Linked DNA regions of Oryctolagus cuniculus: region 1 is linked to region 2. Evidence: chromatin contacts called from public Hi-C data. All regions are on one chromosome and are shown on one strand. Each heading gives the region's core, a stretch centred on a gene start, on an enhancer-like site or on the middle of the called end of the contact. The rest is flanking DNA. Distances are from core to core; before and after follow the strand shown. Region 1 holds the start of TOMM70 (translocase of outer mitochondrial membrane 70). Region 2 holds the start of TBC1D23 (TBC1 domain family member 23).

What was found. A called contact is a pair of places that touch in the nucleus more often than the background predicts.
Region 1: a Hi-C map of psoas muscle shows a contact between it and region 2, with 6 times the contacts expected there. The contact joins the promoter of TOMM70 here to the promoter of TBC1D23 in region 2. A contact is called at or near these places in 2 of 6 Hi-C or Micro-C datasets (psoas muscle and an unstated tissue).

What each region holds. Positions count from the first base shown.
Region 1 is chr4:54,968,257-54,972,899 of mOryCun1.1, reverse strand. TOMM70 (translocase of outer mitochondrial membrane 70) reads left to right here and starts at 3,164. Exons shown (of 13, transcript XM_051819158.2): 1 at 3,164-3,302; 2 at 3,979-4,354. The coding sequence starts at 4,031.
Region 2 is chr4:54,787,166-54,791,730 of mOryCun1.1, reverse strand. It overlaps TBC1D23 (TBC1 domain family member 23), which reads right to left and starts at 2,440. Exons shown (of 19, transcript XM_070071986.1): 1 at 2,210-2,440. The coding sequence starts at 2,262.

The sequences.
Region 1 (4,643 bases), core at 1,915-4,414, 180 kb before region 2:
TAAAAAAGAAAAAATACCTTGAGTAATTAGATGGGCTAATGGACAATGAGGCCAGGTCCCTGTTGGAATGAGAAAGGAAGAAAATCCCTTTAAGGATGGACAAAATGAACCCCACCCCTCTGAGTTTCTAGTTTTATCATGCGAATAGCAATATAGCGGTCCCACACTGTTTTCTGTTTTATCTTGAGCAGGCTAGACAGGATTACAGTTCTGGCCCTTTCCAGGGTTTTGTCCCTGCCCCCTCTGATTAACTGTTAGCTGCAATTCTGCTCCCCGAGTTGTGCTGAAAAGACCCCTCCTTGACAAGTTTCTTGGTTTTCCTTCCTTGGAACCTCCCTCCTTGTGTGTGGGTGGCAGGAGGCTTCTCACTTAAATAACTCTCGCTCTATTCACTGCTCCTGTTCATGTGGAAATTCTTCTAAGTGAGATAAGAACCAAGATCACCTCCATCATTCCCATAACAATGCTAAAAGGTAAAGTTAGGAAAGCACAGCCTTTAATCTTCCAGATTCACCGTTAATAATAATCAACGCTAATTACCACCAGGACTATATATCTACCGCTACTCGTTCAACACGAGGGAGTTACAAAATGGTGCCCTCTGGAGATGAATGCACTACTCCAGGTACATGATTTAATGATGGACTAGCATTTTTGTGCACATCAGAATAGGAGCAACTTTCTTTAGGCAGAGACCAGGCTGTAGTGAGCAAAATGCAGGTCAGATCTCAGTCTCTGCTAGTCCCAGTACCCTTGAGGTGGGTATAATGAGCATAATATAAATTTAATATCTTTATCAAAGTTTAAGGCAGCATTTCTATATTTTCAAGTACCAAATTCTCGTGGGTGGAAGTGAACTAAGTCATGAGGATGAGAAGATCTTCTAAACCTGTGTGAGTGGGCAAAAAGGTGACAAATGAGTGCATGAAGTACACATATGAGCTATCAGTCACAGCCGAGGACAGGGAACTAGGATTACTATAGAATGTTCCCTGAAGATAAATGCAGAAGCTTCGTCTGACAGCAAAAAGAACAGCCACTTGATTGAATCATGACACGACATTCTTGAGCAGCAAAGAAGTACCACCCACTCAACTGATGCTTTGACAGAAGTTGAGTAAGTCAAAAATCATCTGAATCATGGGAAAAAATAACAGCAGGAGAGTTCAGAGGAAACAGGGACCTTCAAATATCCAAAGTGTGGTACAAATCACAAACCAACCAGGAGTCAATCCAGAGCAGTTGCCACCATCAGATATAATCTGCTTTCCATCACAACCACCTAGCTACTTGCTTCCCCCCCATTCAGCTGTTGAAATCCTAACCCCTCATGTGGGAGTATAAGAAGGTAGGCCTTTTGAGAGATGATTAAGTCTAATAAAAGGGACTTCAGATAGACTCTTGGATTCTTTCCACCACATGAGAATACAAAGAACCTAACTATGATGGTACCCTGGTCTCAGACTTCCACTCTCCAGAACTGTGATGAATATATTTCTATTATTTATGTTACCCAATCTATGGCATTTTTGTTACAGCAGCCCAAACTTAATAAGATAGGAGACATTTTCTTGAGCATCTGTTAAGTATTATATATACTTTCAGGTGCTTTCACACATTGGAAAATAGCAAAGTGAAAAGGAAGAATAATTTAAAAAAGATATTGCAAAGTTAATCTTTTTTCTTAAAGACTCATTTATTTGAAAGGCAGAGTTACAGAGAGAGAGATCATCCATTTGTTGGTTCACTCCCCAAATGGCCACAACAGCTGGAGCTGGGCCAGACTGAAGTCAGGAGCCAGGAACTCCATCTGGGTCTTCCACATGATTGCAGAACCCCCCAAAATAAACCATTTAGATCTTTTAGATAATTATTAATTTTCAAAAAGTTTCAAGAGATTTTAACAGAGGGAAACTGTGTGGCTGGGAGCAGGGACTAGTTTTCACAGTAAATTTGTTTTAACTTTTAGATTTTAACCATTAAAAATTTACTGCCTATTACAGTAACTAAGTACAGTTTCAAAAAAGTTAAATGTTTTAGTTCCTGCCAATAGTTAGCAATTACTAGTATACCACAATCCTAAAACAGGCTGTAGAAAAATTAAATTTCAGGGAAAAAGACCCTCTTCCAGTTCTGAAAAGGCAAAGCAGAGATTATGTTAAAGGACTTGCTGAGGTTGTGGGCTCAGAAGAGAGAAGCTGATTATCTCCAACAATCGCTAAGTGATGAATTCCATTGCTATTATTCTGGCCCCCTGTCCCTGGTTTTAGTCTGTTGCTAAGAAACCCAATTGCCTGAAAGTAATTTACTAATAGAAACCTAAATGAAGCAAGAGAAAAGCATTAATCTGGAAAGTCTTTCAATTTAGGCCACTCTATTTTAATCAGTCCATTTTCCTGCTGCTTAATAAATTATCTCCTTTCAATCGTTATGTAGTGCTGTGATGATGAAAATCCTATTGTATGCATGGATATTTTTAATGTAATGATCTTCAAACTTGTGTGCATGGGGATTTTGACAATTTTGTTTTTATTGACTTGAAAAGCAGAGCAACACATCTCTCAACCACTGCTTCACTCCCCAAATGTCCACAATAGCTAGGGCTGGGCTAGGGTAGGCAAAGCCAAGGGCCAGGAATTCTATCTGGGTCTCCCAGTTTGCGGGAGCAAGGACCCAAGTACTTGAGCCATCACCTCCTGCACCCCAGGGTGTGCATCAGCAGGAAGCTGGATTGGAATTGGAAGTGGGACTGAACCAGGAACTCCAATTCAGGATGTGGACGTTCTCTGCTGCACAAGGCAGGCCCTGAGTTCTCTATTAATGTCTTTCTTCTTGAAAATACTGTGAATTAAAAAAAAAAAGTCACACAAGGGTGGTTTTTGTATTTAAATAGCTCTGGTGCAGCAGAGGAAAATTCTGAATCAAGAGATAGGAAAACTATGAAATCACGATTTGGTAATGAGGCGAATGGGTGTGGGCCTGAGGGCTGGGAAAGGCCCAGGGGCTCCAGTCAGTGAGGCGCGAGCTGGGTTCTCAGGAGAAATCCAACTCAAGACTATGAACGCAAAGGCAGGCTGCAGACAGGCGGGAATCCCTGGGCATCTCATTTATACCCAATCAGTTCGAGAACCTCATGACAACACAGACGTCGCCGCTTTCACACGGAGAGCAGCTGGGACCCTGTAGAAGCCGTTTCTATTGGAGCCAACCTGGATTTGCCCATTTCCACTTAGCCCTTCTGCCATCTACTGCTGATCCAATAACCTCAAATTCACCCAAGCTACAACCTGGCTATGGTAGAGGTAAGACTGGTGACACAGTAGTCTAGCTTCAGCCTGAGCATCCTTAAATGAGGCTCTTCCAATCCGTTGGTTTCCCCCGACACGCGGACAGAAATCCCAGCTAACGGCCGCTCAGATCCAAGAAGCGGCAACGTGGCGTTAACGGGCAGAGACCCAAACCTACCAATAAACTGGACAGTTCGGCTCACGCCCCGCCCACCGTTCCTGGCAGCCAATTGCCTTCTGAACTCTTCTGCCCGTCCCGCCCCCGCCCACTCGCAGTGCAACCGAGATTTTCCTTTGGTCGCCTACGCATCCCAAACCCGCAGTGGACGAGCCCCTCTTTCCCCTCGCTGGGCTAGCGGGCCATCGGTCCCTCCCTGAAGGTGGAGGACATCCGCTACCACGCGAGCCCATGACCCTAGAAGTGATTCTGTCCAACGGCCGCGGGGAGAAAGCAGAGTTGCTCAGGCATCCCACCGCGTACCTCCAGTTTCCCTTAACCCGGAAGTGATTCTCCCTCTTCCTCTCCCTCTACGGTTGAGAGGGGAAGAGGAGGACGGCTAGGTCTGGCCCGGCATGCCCCGGGCTTCCGGTGACCTCTGGCCCTTTTCTGTCGTCCGCTCCCGCTGCTTAGCGTGCTCGCTCGCTCATTGCCTTTCTTCCCTCCCTCCGGTCTGCTCTCGCACGCTGCCAGGTGACTGTGGCGCCCACGACAAGCAGCGAGGCGGTGGCGGAGGACACTCGTCATGGCCGCCTCTAAGCCTGTGGAGGCGGCGGTGGTCGCAGCGGCTGCACCAGGCTCCGGGAGTGGGGTGGGCGGCAGCGGGACCGCGGGCCCGGGCACTGGGGGCCTGCCGCGATGGCAGCTGGCACTAGCAGTCGGGGCGCCCCTGCTGCTGGGTGCCGGGGCCATGTACCTGTGGAGCAGACAGCGGCGGCGCCGGGAGGCCGGAGGCCGGGGCGACGCCAGCAGCTTGAAGCGAAACAGCGAACGGAAGACCCCGGAGGGCAGAGCCAGCCCGGCACTGGGCAGCGGACACCCGGAAGGTCCCGGTGCCCACCTAGAAATGGTGAGAAGCAGCCTCGGGCCGTAGAGGTGGCACCCTGTACAGCTTTTCCTTGACAGGTGGTGCCGATGGGGAGGGGGGAGAGTCGGTCAGACGGAAGCAGCCGAGCGGCAGCACATGGGTTTAGGGAAGCCACTTCCCTGGCTTCCTTTGTAGGGAGTGGAGTAGCCCGAGGGGACAGGTTAACGATCTTCTGGGACAGTTTCTTTCCGGTTTCAGAAACTTCTTTTGCTTCTCAGTGACACAGCATTTATCTTTAGTGCTGTAGGTACGGGGGACATTTACAAGCGTG
Region 2 (4,565 bases), core at 1,191-3,690:
AGTCCCCATTCTATAACCATCCATTCACCAAGTGGTCTAAGAGAACAGGATTTACGGAACCTATGACTCTCAACCCCAAGGTCTTTGTTGACTCTATTCAAACTCACTTCTAGGGAACTGGTGAAGTGAATGAGGCTGAGAGCAAGATTAGAAAAGAACAGAGGAAGAACAGAAATCACAGCAGAATACCTCAAGGTTCCTCTATTTATAAAAATAAGACATGAACGAAAATGAGAAGCCATATCAAAGACATAGGAACCCTAAAAGGAAACAAAAGCTACCTTCCAGTAACCATTCACTCTGCCCCTGTGAACCATACTCTTGTTCATAATCCTCCTAACTTAAGAACTCCCCAAAGATACTTTAATTCTAGAAACATTTCCCCTCAGGGCCCTCAGCCAGCTGATTGCAGCCAGTTTATGATACAACAACTTACTCACCCAAAATAGCACGCTTCAAGTTACAAACAGCTGGGTCACTTTCTGAAAAGTTTTGCAATGTCTACATCATGGATTTCTTTTAAAGGTTCCTATAACTGGTTGAAAAGCTTTCCATTGTTTTTCCAGATGTATTTTTCTGCAGCTTCTCTTCTGCTAGCTGTAGTTACTCTCCAAACAAATCACTAGTTTTCTTGCTTGTCCCATCACTCCATGCTGAGGTCTTTCCCATCTTTGCACTAATATGTTAGCCCTCAGCTGAAGGTGGATACTCAACATCTGAAATATGGCTACACCAAACTGAGATGTAAGGTCAATGTAAAATGTACATCAGATTTTGAAAACTTTGTACAAAAAAGATTCAAAATTATCTAATTGTTTTAAAAACAGTGAATAAATGCCAAAATAATGGGTTGGATAAATTCAATAAAATAGATCATTAAAATTATTTTTAACATCCTCTTTGGAGTCTTTACTGTGACTACTAAAAAAATTAAATTACACACGTGGCTCCCTTCTTTTAGCCAGCATAGATCCAAGTCCTATTCATTCCTCAAGGCCTATTTCAAGCATCAATGCTTTCACGATGCCTTCCCCAACGACTCCAGCTAGAAGTGGTTTCTGCCATAACCCCCTTAAAGTCACACTCCAACAGAATAAGATTAATTTTTACCTTGTAACTACGTTCCTTAACTCTATAGGTAAATAGAAAAAATAACATCTAGGTCATCATAAGTTCTCCTCCTAACTCTGCAGAGTACATGCACTAAGATAACATTTGATGTCTCTAAACAAAAGTTGAATTTTTCAATTACTACATAATTCTTCAATGATTTCCATTCCCTTCCCCAAAAGACAAAAGTTGAAGACTAAGAGTGTCTTGTATTATTTTTAGGTAAGTAGAGTGCCAGTGAGCTGTACACCTATATAATACACAAGCAAGTCCCAAACTAATACACTTACATCAGCTACAAAAACTAGACAAGCCTCGAAACTTCCTTTTTAAAAACATAGGATGTTTATTATTCCTAATGGTGTACTGTGAAGATGAACTATTTCAAAAGTAGGAGCGCTTCTCCGAGATTACTGGGTGAGTAAAGTTGTCCTCCCCACTACCTCAAAACAAATCAGGTATGCATGCCAAGGCTTGGGATCACAAGAGCGAAGTCCCACACTGCATCCTAAGCTTAGAAATCGACCTGTGAGAAGAGGAGGTAGGAAAATACAACTTCTGTGAAAGAGACGAACGTGGAAACTGTTGGGATCGAAACGAGATTTTTTTTAAAAAAAGGAAAAAAATAGCTCAATTACGTGGAAAGGATCCACTCGGGGTGTGTCTTTCAACCTCTGAACCCTCAGGCAAAGGTCGTGCTGATAATTTCAAAGCATCTCTTCTTCAAATGGTATTCTAGTGCCTCAGATCTACATCCAAAAAAACTTCCTGCTTAAACAGCCTCCTGCAACTCCCCTACCAACCTCTGGCCAACCCAGCCCTAGAACCACCCTCTCTAGCAAAATCTGGAGACCGGAGGACGAAGTGACAGGCCTAGCACCTGGACGACACCCTTCGCTCTTCCAGTCCTGCTCCAGCCCCTTGGCAGGACCTGACGGAGGGGACCCGGCAGGCAGAGGGGGCGGGGCAGAGCACCGGACTTGGCCGACGATGGCTTTTCTCTTTAAACGTCGGCGCCAGCTGGTGTCTCAGGGACGGGCAGGAGAGTGAGAAGGAAGAATAAAGGGCCAGTGGGCATTAGCCCCCGGCTTTCACTCACCAGCCGTCGCCACTTGACGTTGGTAGTGCCAGGACTTCTTCTCCTTCCGCCATTGCTGTTGACGTCCACGTCACTTTGCCGAAAAGTGGAACCGGCGCCGAGACAGACTCTTGACACCCAGTGTCGTAAAAGGTCTTCCGAAGTCCCGGACTGAGCTGCTCCAACGGGAAAGAAAGGAGGAGGGAGCAGGGAGGGTACAAACTTAACGTCACGGCGTCCCGAAGGCGAAAGGCAGCGTGGGACGCTTGGGGGAGGAGACTTAATAAAGGAAGTTGCCCCACCAAAGACTACATATCCCATGATGCCGCGGAGTCCCCGGGCCGGACGGAGTGGGCGGGTATGTGGGGAAGTGCATCCCGGTAGAAGGCCACAAGAGTCTGGAGCGTTGGTTTTTGGCGGCGGGTTAGCATCTGTGTTCCAATTTGACGTCGAACTTAAAGTTAGGACCGTCAGTGGAGAGAAGAGGGCGGAGGGAAATTCATGCAGGGAATGTGGACGTAGGAAGAGAGTAACGTTTCTGTTGATCTCCTGTAACAGCTAGATTTGAGGAAAGCGTGGGAAGTCTATTTATGGAGCCCATTCAGTAATATGCATGGAGGCCGGCGTACTTCATTTCTGCATATTTGAGTTATAAATCAAGCTGAGTAAAGGAAATATGTTTTAGCCTCCTATCTTAAATAGAACTTCCTAACAGCATGGAAGGTCAAATTCAAATTTAGAATTCCAGAACTGGAATTCATTACAGGGAAAGCTGTCAAGATCCTTTGCTTTTGCACCCCGCGAGCATGGACGCGTTCAGAGTCAGCCCCTGTATCCACGCTCTCTCCACACCACCAGTACCCTTCGGACACAGACCCCTGGGCTTCCCTCTGCCACCTGAGGGCTTTGAGTGGGTACATGCTCAGGTGGATGGACCCACAGAAATGCTTTTGCAAGCCTAGGCAACACCACCGATGAAGTAGAACTACATGCAACAACATAGATAAATCTGAAAAATATTAGATGAGCAAAACATTGGCAATGGATAGGTAAGGTATGATGTCATTTAAATTTGGTGTTAAAAACAGGCAAGATAATATTTTATGAATAGGTAGGTATGTGCTAAAAAATGCAAGGGGGTAATGTATAGAAAAATTGGAATGGTAGTTACCGTGGGAGAAAGGAGGAACGCCTCAATTAAAATTTTAATATTTGATTTCTTGAGAGCTGAGAAGTAGCTACTTGGGCATCCATTATTCTTTATAGAATATAATATGTTTCATAATTTTAAAAACTATTGTATTAAAGTAATAGCTATCTCATTTACAACCAAAAACATGTTCTCTTTTCCCAAAGGGCAGATAATACACTGATAAAGCTGCATGTTACTGCACCTAGATCCAAGCCCAGGATTTCTATGTGATATTCAGCGCTTCATTGGGGAAAATTTCTTTTAACACCAATGAGGCTTTTGCTGCCTGCTATCAGAAAGAATAAAAGTATGAATCTAAGTCAGATTACCATCCTAATATGCAGGACCTCTGCTGGATCCCCTCAGTTGTTGCCAGAGAGTTTTCAGAGGCTTTACTAAAATTCTTTTTTTAAGATCTTATTTATTTGAGAGGTAGAGTTACAGAGAGTGAGAGAGAGATAGAGAGTGATCCATTTGCTGGTTCACTCCCCAAATGGCCACAATGGTCAGAGCTGGGCCTATCCGAAGCCAGGACCAAGGAGCTTCCAGGTCTCCCACATGGGTGCAGGGCCCCAAGCACTTGGACCATCTTCTGAAGCTTTCCAAGGCCACAGCTGGATCAGAATTGGAGCAGCTGGGACATGAACTGCCACCCATATGGGATGCTGGTGCTGTAGGTGGAGGCTTAACCTACTATGCCACAGCAAAAGCCCTCACTAAAATGGCTTTAAAAACCATTCAGTCAGTGATGAGACAAGAAATTGTTCACTGGTTAAAGTAATTCTACTCCTCAGTTATTCATCTTGAATGTAATTAAATTAGTGACTGCTTTGCAGTCTGTGATGAAATTCCATTAAAAACTTATCATTTGACATTTTCAAGCAGTTCTTCATTATGTAAAGGTGAAGTTGAAATTTCTGACTTCTGTTACCCTTAACAGGATCAGAATGAGCTTCATGGACATGCTTCCTCTGCAGTAACACAAGACCCTTGCGCTTGGTTAATGCTCTGCTGTTGCCATCTTGAAATTCTTAATGATTTTGGAACAAGAGGCCCCTTGTTCTCATTTTGCACTAGGCCTCACAAATTAGTTGGACATTCCTAGATAGGTCAGCATCATATTGATACAAAACCCATTTGGGACAAGATTTCAATTGAAATTGTTTGATGATTTTTTTCTTCTGG